3 separate regions of the Pan troglodytes genome follow, and all the other regions are linked to region 3. Evidence: chromatin contacts called from public Hi-C and HiChIP or PLAC-seq data. All regions are on one chromosome and are shown on one strand. Each heading gives the region's core, a stretch centred on a gene start, on an enhancer-like site or on the middle of the called end of the contact. The rest is flanking DNA. Distances are from core to core; before and after follow the strand shown. Region 1 holds the start of CST9 (cystatin 9). Region 2 holds the start of THBD (thrombomodulin). Region 3 holds the start of NXT1 (nuclear transport factor 2 like export factor 1).

The links. A called contact is a pair of places that touch in the nucleus more often than the background predicts. HiChIP or PLAC-seq counts read pairs in DNA pulled down with a chosen protein or histone mark.
Region 1: a contact with region 3 is called in an H3K4me3 HiChIP or PLAC-seq map of stem cell-derived excitatory neurons, with 13 times the contacts expected there. The contact joins the promoter of CST9 here to the promoter of NXT1 in region 3. A contact is called at or near these places in 2 of 7 Hi-C or Micro-C datasets (blood and stem cell-derived neural progenitor cells) and 1 of 1 datasets of contacts at active chromatin or transcription factors (stem cell-derived excitatory neurons).
Region 2: a contact with region 3 is called in a Hi-C map of induced pluripotent stem cells, with 2.3 times the contacts expected there. The contact joins the promoter of THBD here to the promoter of NXT1 in region 3. A contact is called at or near these places in 3 of 7 Hi-C or Micro-C datasets (blood, induced pluripotent stem cells and stem cell-derived neural progenitor cells), 1 of 1 datasets of contacts at active chromatin or transcription factors (stem cell-derived excitatory neurons) and 1 of 1 other capture datasets (stem cell-derived neural stem cells).

The regions. Positions count from the first base shown.
Region 1 is chr21:30,141,145-30,145,287 of NHGRI_mPanTro3-v2.0_pri, reverse strand. CST9 (cystatin 9) reads left to right here and starts at 2,285. Exons shown (of 2, transcript XM_525288.7): 1 at 2,285-2,592. The coding sequence starts at 2,338.
Region 2 is chr21:29,583,164-29,586,891 of NHGRI_mPanTro3-v2.0_pri, reverse strand. It overlaps THBD (thrombomodulin), which reads left to right and starts at 1,906. Exons shown (of 1, transcript XM_525283.6): 1 at 1,906-3,728. The coding sequence starts at 2,525.
Region 3 is chr21:29,878,506-29,882,182 of NHGRI_mPanTro3-v2.0_pri, reverse strand. NXT1 (nuclear transport factor 2 like export factor 1) reads right to left here and starts at 1,507. Exons shown (of 2, transcript XM_001146071.6): 1 at 1,237-1,507.

The sequences.
Region 1 (4,143 bases), core at 1,036-3,535, 260 kb before region 3:
CCGGTGGCCCCAGAGACACACAGGCCAACGAGTGCCCAGGAAGAAGCTGAGTGAGACAGAATTCTTGCAAGGGGACTCGAGAGAAAGCCTCCCAGACCTGAGACCTGGGGATAGCCCTGCAGAGAGCTGTGAGCTGTGCCTGTGGGCTGGCCAGCCAGCCCCTCCGGGCCGTCCGGTTTCACTCTGGCCTCGGCAACATGTTGACCCACGTCTTCGGGGCTCCTCAGCCTGGAGCCCACATACCTGGAGAGAAATACCTGGAGAAAGGTATTTCTCTTTACCTGGCTATGTCTTGATATTCCCGTCTCTCTCCACCTGGGAAGTGAGGCCATCCCAGGCCACTGGGGATTCGACAAGAAAACAGACACACTTGTAAGGGTCCATGGTGTCTGTACACCCGTGGTCTCACATCTGGGTGTGGGGATCCCCGTCCCCTCCTTGGCTGCACAGTGAGGACAGAGCTGGTGCCCAGGACCCTAAACCACTGCTCATGTAAGAGTGAGTGTGGGCACTCCCTTGGAGCACATGTGGGTATCTGACCTCAGAATGGTGAGGGAGCCACTGGCAATTGGCAGGATGCCCCAAGTTTGTCAGCCGCTGAACTTACAAGGTGAGAGTGACCTCCATGGGCATTGCAGGCCTCGCTCAGGACACTCGCAACCTATTCCAGGCATCAGGATTCTAGTTCTCACAGCACCTTATGGCCTGCTCATCCCAAAACCCACATTTCCGCCCTCACTGACACCCCCTTCCTACCCCCACGTGCACCATCACTCTCCAGCTAAGAAACCACATTAGTTACGCTTCAGCTGCAGTTCCAGTGAACTCAATGCCATCAGAGAAAGGATACAGACTCCTTGGGTGATGTTTTTGGCACATCTGGCTGCTTTCCTGGAATTGTCACATTGAGTTGCTTTTTCTTTGCAAACAGGGTCTAGAAACAAACTCTTATTCTTTATCACCAGGCATGCTGTCTAAGCCTGTCCCCCATCCTGCCTGCCCCACAAAAGCCATTCTCATCCCCTGACCTCCATGCCCCTCAAGCTGAGTTACTTCTCATATGTGGTTTGGTCTGTATGCACTTCCCAGGAAGTATTCTGAACCTGCACCACTCAAAGTGTGGTTCTGAGACCGGGAACACAACCATCCTCTGGAAGCTGGTGAGAAATGTAGGTTCCCTGGCCCTGCTCACAGCTACTGGGTCAGAATCTTTGGGTGGGGAAACTAGGAACTTGCTTTTTAACGTGACTTCAGGGGATGCTGGTTGCTTCTGAAGTTTACAAGGAGCTACGGATAAACATCAAAGGCATATTTCACAGGGACAAAGCTTAAGTCTGGTCTGTGAAGAGTGCATTATTCAGTCTTTTGAGAGCCCCATTTGCGGTTGGAGTTGGAGGCTATGTGGGTGTTGGTCGAGAACTCAGAATCTCCACCCACAAAGTGTGCCGCAGAGCGCTGTGCCGGCTGTGGCCACAGGAGGGAACCCGTGACAACCTAATGGGTGCACTTCAGCCATCCCTGAGGGCATCTTCGTCTTTCTGGTTCTCCACTGCTCCAATTGCAAGCGGCCACCCGTCCTGGAAACACCTTTGAGGAATACGGGCAGCCATAACTAGCCAGGCCCCTAGTACCAGCACTTGGCAGCGCGTCCCTGGGCTGGGAAGCTGCATTCAGGGTTGGGGGCTCCTGCTCTTGGTTTCCTCAACCTCTGCCCACGACCCCCAGGCTGGTGCCCCCCTCCCGAGACCCTCGGGGGAGCAGACACCTGCAGGACATCGTGCCAGTCCTCCCGGGCTCCCTGCCTCTCTCTCAACAGGCCCAGTGCTTTCTCGGGGCGCTGTACCTGCTCACCCACGATAGCATCCACTGTCATCCCTTTCCATCCTTTCGTCTCTGCCTTTCCACATATCCTCCCCCTCCCAGCCCACCCCCACTGCTGAGTCCAGGGCTCACCTTCCACTCATACCTCTCACACTTGTGTTCCTGTGCCGGGCTCTGACTCTGGGGCGCCCAGTGGAGGTCTCCTTTAGCCTGCGGAGGTGCTTGGGAAGCTGGGGCTGGGCCTCATGTCCAGGGAACTCTCTTTCCCATTGCTAGTCTTTTCCAACCCACCTGCCTGGGTGCTGTTCCTCTCCCCTAAACAGGAGATGATTTAAATGCCTTTGGAAGAAGGGAGGCCACGTATGGGAGAGACAGGGTGTAACTGCAGAGGTGAGGCCTGGAGGGAGGAGTTTCTGCCCCAGCAGGTGAATTTAAAGGCCAGACCTGAGCCCTGGAAGGCTCCAGTGGACACCAGGGATCTGAAGGGCAAAGGCAAGGGCTGCTGGAGCCTGCATCATGTCGAGTCCGCAGAGGAGGAAGGCTCTGCCCTGGGCACTGTCACTGCTTCTCATGGGCTTCCAGCTCCTGGTGACTTATGCCTGGTGTTCTGAAGAGGAAATGGGTGGTAATAATAAAATAGTCCAGGATCCTATGTTCCTCACCACAGTGGAGTTTGCCTTGAACACTTTCAACATGCAGAGCAAGGAGGAGCACGCCTACAGGCTGTTGCGCGTCCTGAGTCCATGGAGGGAGGATAGCATGGACAGAAAGGTTGGTGACCACATCCTCTTCTGGCCTGTCCTTCTCCATCTGCCCCTAAGTGAGGGACCAAGGTGTCTAGTCTAGGAGACTTGGTTCACCATCAGCAGTCCATAGTCGGGTAGTCCACAACCAATTACGGTAGTTTTAGTTTTGGAAAACATTGAACTTAAATTTTTTTTTAAATTAGGTAAATGTCTATTCACATGCAAAATATATTTTTCAATCTTCATGATTTTTATGACATTGTATAACTGAAGAGTGACTTCAAAATAAGGACTTCTAAGGAGATGAAGCTGACAAGAAGAGAAAATAACCAAAGAGACTGATAAATATTTCCAGGTCATAAAATGAAAATGGAAAAGCAAGGACACACACACACACACACACACACACACACACAGAGAGAGAGAGAGAGACAGAGAGAGAGAGAGACAGGCAGACAGAGAGAGAACAGTGAGAATTCGAGGGCAATAAAGAACACCATCAGCCCTGAGAGGCCACTGTGAAAGGTTAGTTCTCTGATCTCCACCTTCTCTGGGCTCCTTGCTCTGTCTGCACTTAATTTACACTCTTCCTCAATGGACCTTCATCCTAAAATGCTTGCCTTTTTGATGAAATCATTAAATGTGGTCAGGAATGCACAGTTCATCTGGGCTTCAGGCATGAACAAGTAAAATGCCCTCCTAGTGGAGAACTTCTGGTTTAGAGAGAGAAGGAGCATTGCTCTTCCTTTCTCGGCACCAAGAGCCTGAAAGAAGGGCAGAGGGACTCTAGTACCGCACAGAGCTTAAGCTCTGGAAAGACTCTGTGCAAGGCCCTGGCTGGTTCTCTGCCTCCTGGGGTGGATTCTTCACTGCCATCCTCAGGATTCCAATGCTGGTACAGAGGAATTTTCCTCCTAGCTCATTTGCTGCCTCCTCTCGGGAGAATTAAAAGCCTGATGCAACCCTCAGAGGGGCATCTGGTCCAGTAATGGTGTCTGCTAACATTAATGCTGGAACCTTGGAAGTCTCAGAGATTGAGATTGGCCAGGCCTCATGCTTCTGCTTTCCCAGTGCTTTGCTTGATTCTCCAAGACCTCAGTGTAAGCCTCCATTCTTAATACCTTTAGAATAAAATCTAAGCTCCTTACTATGGTCTATAAGTCCTAAATGACAGTAAGTCCTAAAAGCTTTCCACATGGCTTCCTGGATATGGCAATCCCAGCATCAGTTTGGGGGCTGGGAAGAATAGATGGGTGGGAGGGAGGCTATGGAGTGGAATTAAATAGAATGGAGTGGGAAGGAGGGCAAGGAGAACTTCAGCATGCACTTTGCAATAGGGCAGATGGTATTTCTTGAAGCCATTTTCCCAGGGTGTGTGCCTGTGTGTAGTGGGAGCGCTGTGTGTCATTCTTCTTGCTGGAGGTCACTTGGAAGGTTTGACAACACACTGTAGATGAGGCTCCCTCTGTCCCAGGGCTGAAGTTACCCTGAAAACTCTTGGAGATCCAACACCCTCCCGGACATGTGGCTCTGTCCTCTGGGAATGCAGCTGCAAGATCAGATGCCTACTGAGAGT
Region 2 (3,728 bases), core at 657-3,156, 300 kb after region 3:
CCTTGTGTAGGGCAACCCAGACACTGTGGTACCCCCCATGGGACAATGCTCTGCTTCTATCTGTTGTTGCTCTAGTTTCTTTCTAATACAGAAACATTCAACATCTGCACCTCCTCATATAGGGTTGATCCAAGTTTCACAGACATCACTGAGTTCTTAGTGGACTCAGCTATTGGGGCTGTTCTCACACTTTTTTTTTTCTTTGCAAGAATCAGCAATGGGTGCAAGTGGACCTGTGTAGGACGTCCAGTGAAACATTGTGTTGGTGAATCAGCTAGAATCCATCCAAGAACTCAACCAGCCTGGTGTGGGGTGAGATCTGATCCTTGAATGTCCCTCAGTGGCTTTTAGGGCTGGCAGGTTCAGAAGGGCCCTCTCATCACCCCCCCAGGGCCTCATTCCTTGTTTAACACTTTGCTATCACAGTCTTGAATCCTTGTAATTGAACAATGGACCCCACATTTTCACTTTGCACTGGTTTCTGATTCTGTAACCGATCCTGTCCCCTTCTCTTGTATCATTCACTCTGGGAATTGCCCCCACATTCTGAGACCTTTCAGCAGTGCCCCAACGAGGTTCCTGCCCTTATCTGAAGCTCCACCCTCACCCCCATGGCGGTACCGCAGGTAGCCCTGCTTTTGCGTCCCGCGTAGGCAGGCTGTGCACCGGAGTCACGACCCCCTGATTCAGCCTAGGCAGCCACAGCTTGACTGCTCCCGCCGGACAAGCCCTACTGTGCTATCTGCCGCTCTTCCCTTCCTCTTCCCAGGGGGTCCGCGTCAGGGGAGGTGCAGCTGTGTGCATTCCGGGAGCTTCAGACCCCCGTGTCCAGCAGCTCCTTGGTTTCCCGGGTGCTGGGGCGGCCTTCCCAGCGAAGAGCTCAACTCAGCGGGACGTTTTGAGGCTCTCTGCCCCAAGGCGCTGGGGAGTGTGCGGCGGGACAGTCGTGCTTGCCCTTTTCACTTTCAGAGTGTCCACGCCCCACCCGTTTGGTCACTGCGGGTCAGTCCAGTCCAGCCCGGCCCACCCCACCGGTGCGTGTCTGTCGCACGTTGCAGACGCCATACTCTCTGTTCTTGTTTAAAGCCCAGGATCTACTGGGCCCTGGAGGCAAGAGGTGAACGCAGCGGAATCCACGCTGAGCTGCCCGGGAACGGAGCTTCCAACCCCAGAAGGAGGCCTCTGAGCTCCTACACCTTAACCCTTTTTAGCCCGAAACTTCTCCAACTTCCCTGGCTTTGTTTAGAGCTCGACAGCGCCGCCCCCTGGCGCTCGTTGTGAGGACAGCAGAGGAGAGAGGCAAGGGTGTTTTTAAACAGTTTGCCTCTCACCATTATGGGGGCGACCCGAGGGGGGAGACCCACTCTTCCGCATTCCCGGTAAGTGAACCACCGGATGAGGTCGAAAGTAACGGATTCCCATGTCCTCCTCCAGCCCTTCCCACCCTGCCCATCCACAGGAAGGGTGGCTCTTCAGTGCCCTTTGCCGAGCAAGTGGCGTTTCTATGCACCTGGGTATCAATTCGGACTCTGGACTAAATGGAAACCTCCTTAGCCGACCCGGGTGGGATCAGCTGGGATCCTGCGCGCTCCCCTGGGGGGTTGCCAGCCACTCTGTTGGGGTGCAAGAAGCACCATCCTTCGGAAGCTGGGCCGAAACCGGCCAGGCTGACTCGCTCCCACGCGCCCGCCCCTCCCCGGCGCCGCAGCAATTCACCTGCCACCGCCTCTGAGCGGGGTCCGGACTTCGGCGCCCTGACAGTGTCCCCGCGACTTCCCCACCCGATGAGATGGGGTCTGGCGTTGGCCAGTGCGTGTCCAGGGACTCGCGGGTCCCTGGCCAGCCATGGGGCAGAGGGCGCTGGTATTAGGCCAGTCTTCCCCACCCTGCCCTGTCACCCCAGCCACACCCACTGTCCTGTGAGGCCAAGCGCGCTCCGCTGGTTTCCTGAGCCAGGCACCTTGGCCGCGGACAGGATCCAGCTGTCTCTCCTTGCGATCCTGTCTTCGGGGAAGTCCACGTCCTAGGCAGGTCCTCCCAAAGTGCCCTTGGTGCCGATCACCCCTCCCAGCGTCTTGCAGGTCCTGTGCACCATCTCCCCCACGCCCCATTCAAAGCCCTCTTCTCTGAAGTCTCCGGTTCCCAGAGCTCTTGCAATCCAGGCTTTCCTTGGAAGTGGCTGTAACATGTATGAAAAGAAAGAAAGGAGGACCAAGAGATGAAAGAGGGCTGCACGCGTGGGGGCCCGAGTGGTGGGCGGGGACAGTCGTCTCGTTACAGGGGTGTTGGCCTTCCCTGGCGCCTGCCCCTGTCGGCCCCGCCCGAGAACCTCCCTGCGCCAGGGCAGGGTTTACTCATCCCGGCGAGGTGATCCCATGCGCGAGGGCGGGCGCAAGGGCGGCCAGAGAACCCAGCAATCCGAGTATGCGGCATCAGCCCTTCCCACCAGGCACTTCCTTCCTTTTCCCGAACGTCCAGGGAGGGAGGGCCGGGCACTTATAAACTCGAGCCCTGGCCGATCCGCATGTCAGAGGCTGCCTCGCAGGGGCTGCGCGCAGCGGCAAGAAGTGTCTGGGCTGGGACGGACAGGAGAGGCTGTCGCCATCGGCGTCCTGTGCCCCTCTGCTCCGGCACGGCCCCGTCGCAGTGCCCGCGCTTTCCCCGGCGCCTGCACGCGGCGCGCCTGGGTAACATGCTTGGGGTCCTGGTCCTTGGCGCGCTGGCCCTGGCCGGCCTGGGGTTCCCCGCACCCGCAGAGCCGCAGCCGGGTGGCAGCCAGTGCGTCGAGCACGACTGCTTCGCGCTCTACCCGGGCCCCGCGACCTTCCTCAATGCCAGTCAGATCTGCGACGGACTGCGGGGCCACCTAATGACAGTGCGCTCCTCAGTGGCTGCCGATGTCATTTCCTTGCTACTGAACGGCGACGGCGGCGTTGGCCGCCGGCGCCTCTGGATCGGCCTGCAGCTGCCACACGGCTGCGGCGACACCAAGCGCCTCGGGCCCCTGCGCGGCTTCCAGTGGGTTACGGGAGACAACAACACCAGCTATAGCAGGTGGGCACGGCTCGACCTCAATGGGGCTCCCCTCTGCGGCCCGTTGTGCGTCGCTGTCTCCGCTGCTGAGGCCACCGTGCCCAGCGAGCCGATCTGGGAGGAGCAGCAGTGCGACGTGAAGGCCGATGGCTTCCTCTGCGAGTTCCACTTCCCAGCCACCTGCAGGCCACTGGCTGTGGAGCCCGGCGCCGCGGCTGCCGCCGTCTCGATCACCTACGGCACCCCGTTCGCGGCCCGCGGAGCGGACTTCCAGGCGCTGCCGGTGGGCAGCTCCGCCGCGGTGGCGCCCCTCGGCTTACAGCTAATGTGCACCGCGCCGCCCGGAGCGGTCCAGGGGCACTGGGCCAGGGAGGCGCCGGGCGCTTGGGACTGCAGCGTGGAGAACGGCGGCTGCGAGCACGCGTGCAATGCGATCCCTGGGGCTCCCCGCTGCCAGTGCCCAGCCGGCGCCGCCCTGCAGGCAGACGGGCGCTCCTGCACCGCACCCGCGACGCAGTCCTGCAACGACCTCTGCGAGCACTTCTGCGTTCCCAACCCCGACCAGCCGGGCTCCTACTCGTGCATGTGCGAGACCGGCTACCGGCTGGCGGCCGACCAACACCGGTGCGAGGACGTGGATGACTGCATACTGGAGCCCAGTCCGTGTCCGCAGCGCTGTGTCAACACACAGGGTG
Region 3 (3,677 bases), core at 258-2,757:
AGTACAGTGGTCCCTCGGTATCTGTGAGGAACTGGATTCAGGACCCCCGAGGATACCAACATCTGCAGATGCTCAAGTCCCTGATAAAATGGTGTACTGTTTGATATAACCTATGCGCAGCATCCTCCTATATACCTTCATCATCTGTAGGTAACTTATAATACCTAATACAATGTAGATGGGATGTAAATAGTTGTTATACTGTATAGTTTAGGAAATAATGACAAGAAAAAAAAAGCCTCTACATGTTCAGTACAAACCCATTTTTCTTTTTCTGAAAAATATTTTTGATTTGAGGTTGGTTGAATCCACCCCACGCGGAACCTACGAATAAGAAGCGCTGTGTTTGCTAAGGGCTTCACACAAATTACCTCATTTAACTGTTACCACAAATGGATGAAAAAGGTATTACTATAACAATTTTACAAATGAGAAAAGGGAAACCTAGGGCTGGATCAAGGTAACGACGGTTAGGTACACTCCTGATCTATCGTTTACAAGACTAGACTGAGGGCTGAAATTTTGTCAATACAACGCTGTCCTTGTACTAGCGTAAGCAAGTCTCCATGAGCACAACTCCAGGACTGCTAGAGTGGGAATTTTCTCCCAGGGACCCCATTTCTCTTTGGCTGGATTTCCCGATCTCCACCTCACTCCTCCTCCCTCCATGGCACCAGTCCCCCCATCATCTCAGAAATGCCCCTCTTCTCTGCCCCTGGCTGTCTTTCCAAACACAATCTAACAACTGGCCACGCCCCCACACCCCATAGAAGGACCATCTCCACTTACGGTTTTCAGCTACCTATGAGGTCGTCAGTCCCGCTGTCTGTGTCAAATCGGAAAAAGAACCTGACCGTGAGGACTAGAGTAAGAGGCTGTGAAGACTGCCGCCTCCTCGCACGACCCACACCGTCGAGTGTCCGGAGATGGACGGGAAAAGCTACCACAGTGGCATGGCCTTATTTCCTGTGAGTCGCCTTTAATTCAAACCTAGACAGACGCACGCCCTGCCCGGCCCTCCTCAGACCCGAGAGCTGCGCTGTGAGGGGACGCGCCTCCCCTCGTTGATGAGAATTCGCTGCCACGCTTTTTGCACAGGCGAGAGCCTCACCGCGGCGGCAACTCTACCACGTGGACAAAGGCACAGCCGTGTCTCATTCTCGACAATGGAGGAGGGCGTGGGGTATGCACTAGGGGCTGTCTCGGGGGTCAGACCGCCGGGGGACGGCAACGTACCTGCGCGGCGACGTCCAGGGTCAGCGCGGGCCGCGGCCCCCACGGTCGGGACGCCCCCCGCGTGGGCCGCAGTTCCACTGAGGAGCCGGCCGCGGAGGTCACAAGGTGGGCCCACCGAAGCCTCTGGTAGGGGCACGGGAAGAGCCGCCTTTCTCCCCTCCTCCTCCTTCTTGGAGGCTTACTCTGGGTCACCGGGGCCCCAGAACCGGGGGACTTTCCGGCGCAGTTCCGCGGCTTCCCGCGCGCGGCCAGCCGGTCTCCGCGCAGACGCGAGCGCCCCGGCACCGCCCTCTCCCGCATTCCCGTGACGGGCAGCGAAGTCAGCCAGTAGGACTGCGGGCCGGAAGGCTAACTCCGCCCATGTGTGGCTTATAAGAGGCGGTAGCTTCCGGGAGTGTCACTTTCCCAGAAATCCCGGCAAATCAGCCCTAGAGTTTTCGTTGGTCCAACCGGGCCACAGACTCCGGCCCGTCTGGTTAGGTGGGATGCCTGATTGGGCCAAACCTCTTAGGTCCCGCACCTAGAGCGGGGAGTAGCGTCTGCTTTTTTTTCCGCTGCGCGGAGGCCGCTAGGCTGGAGAGGGAGGGGAAGGTGTGTGGGGTCGGGTGAGATGCTTTCCCCTCGTCCCGCATGCGCTTGTATTGGAGTGATTTCAGTTAAAAGTCTCGTGAAACGTCACCAGTGATGTAGTCACGGCCAGCAGCAGCTGCCTGACCCCGCCGAGGCCTTCCGTCTGGCAACATGTGGGGCGCCGCAATGCTTGAGGCCACGGCGAGGGCAACGCCGGCCGCGCCCCGTGGAAACCGCGTGGCGGAGTGCTTGAGCCGATCGCGCTCTTTAGGAGTTAGGCCACTTAGAGGCGACATCTTGGTGGACACAGAGGAAGCCAGTTTTAGTCAGATGGGAAAAGTAGCTAAAAGTGGGAGGAGACTGGGGCGAGGGTGGGACGTGGGGGAGGCGGGGGCGTGACGGCGGCTCCCCACTGCCTTGAGGCTTGAGGGACTCCGGGAAACCCGGGCCCGGCTGGGGTTGGGACTGTGTTCTTCCGCGTCCCTAGCTACGATTCAGCTGTTCTGGAATGAGAACTGGATTTTTACTGAACTTTACGAACAGGCTCAACAGGATGTAACCATTCAGTGTGGAGGCATGAGAAACTATAGCTTGTAAATTAAAAGAAAAACCTCATTTCTTTAGACAACATTTTCAGCTCCATCTGCTGGTCTGAGGCTGAATAATTAATTGAAAAGCCAGGAGAGAAATGGGGCTAGATGAAGTGAGGTAGTTTAACCTGTGCTTTCTTGGCGTCCCGTCGGCTCCCTTTGCGTGCATTCCTAAGAGAATCTTGGTCTCAGATTTCAGGACAAGTGGAAAACAGTTGGGCTATTTAGTATAGGCTACCCCTTCCCCCCCGCACCCTCTCCCCCCACACACTTCAGTTAAGTAGGTGGAAAGTTTGGATTATTAAAAAGACACGTTGGAGGCTGAGCAGAGAGTGTGAAAGAGCATTTTCGGGGCTTTATGAACTAACATGGCCTTTTGAACCCCAAGGCAGTGATACTTGGATTGATCTAAATCAGCGTGGATGGAATGGAAGTGGGAATGCGTTGATTTACTGCACGCTCAGTAGTTTGGATGTTGTGCTGCTTTTGTTTCCTGTATAATAAGCCCCTTTAATTTGTTTCACATAACTTATTGGGGGAGGTACCATTATTTCTGATTTTATAGACAAGGAGGCTGACAAAGAACCATCCTGGTGTCACAGGGTCGATTCATACCTAGAAAAGCTGGTTAGAAGAACATTAATGCAGCTCCAAGGCCTTTTAAAAATGCGAGACTTTAGCTTTGAAAGGCAGCTGTTCTGCCTTTTAGGTTTGTGGGGTCTGCCTTTTAGGTTAGGGTCCTTTTAGGTTTGTGTCTCCAGCATATAAAATTGTGCCTGACCCAAAGCAAGGGCTCAATAAATACTGTTTGAATGAACAGACAAGCCTGGGTTCAAATCATGCTCCTCAACTGCACAGTTGTGATGATCTGTCCTCAACACTCACTCCCTGCTCTCTTTGGAAGCAACCCTGGCTTTTATTCCCCCTATTTGTAGCAGGACAAGCCGCAGACAAAACCCCTCAGAAACCAAGTTAAAGAAGGAAGGGCTTTATTCGGCCAGGGAGCTTCAGCAAGACTCACGTCTCCAACAACCGAACTCCCCAAGTGAGCAATTCCTGTCCCTTTTAAGGGCTCACAACTCTAAGGGGGTTCACGTGAGAGGGTCATGATCAATTGAGCAAGCAGTGGGTACGTGACTGGGGCTGCATGCACAGGTAATTAGAACGGAACAGGACAGGACAGGGATCTTCACAGTGCCTTTTTTATGCAAACAACCAATTAGGTCAGGAGTCAATCTTTACCAGGCCCAGAGTGTGGCGCTGGGCTGTCTGCTTGTGGAT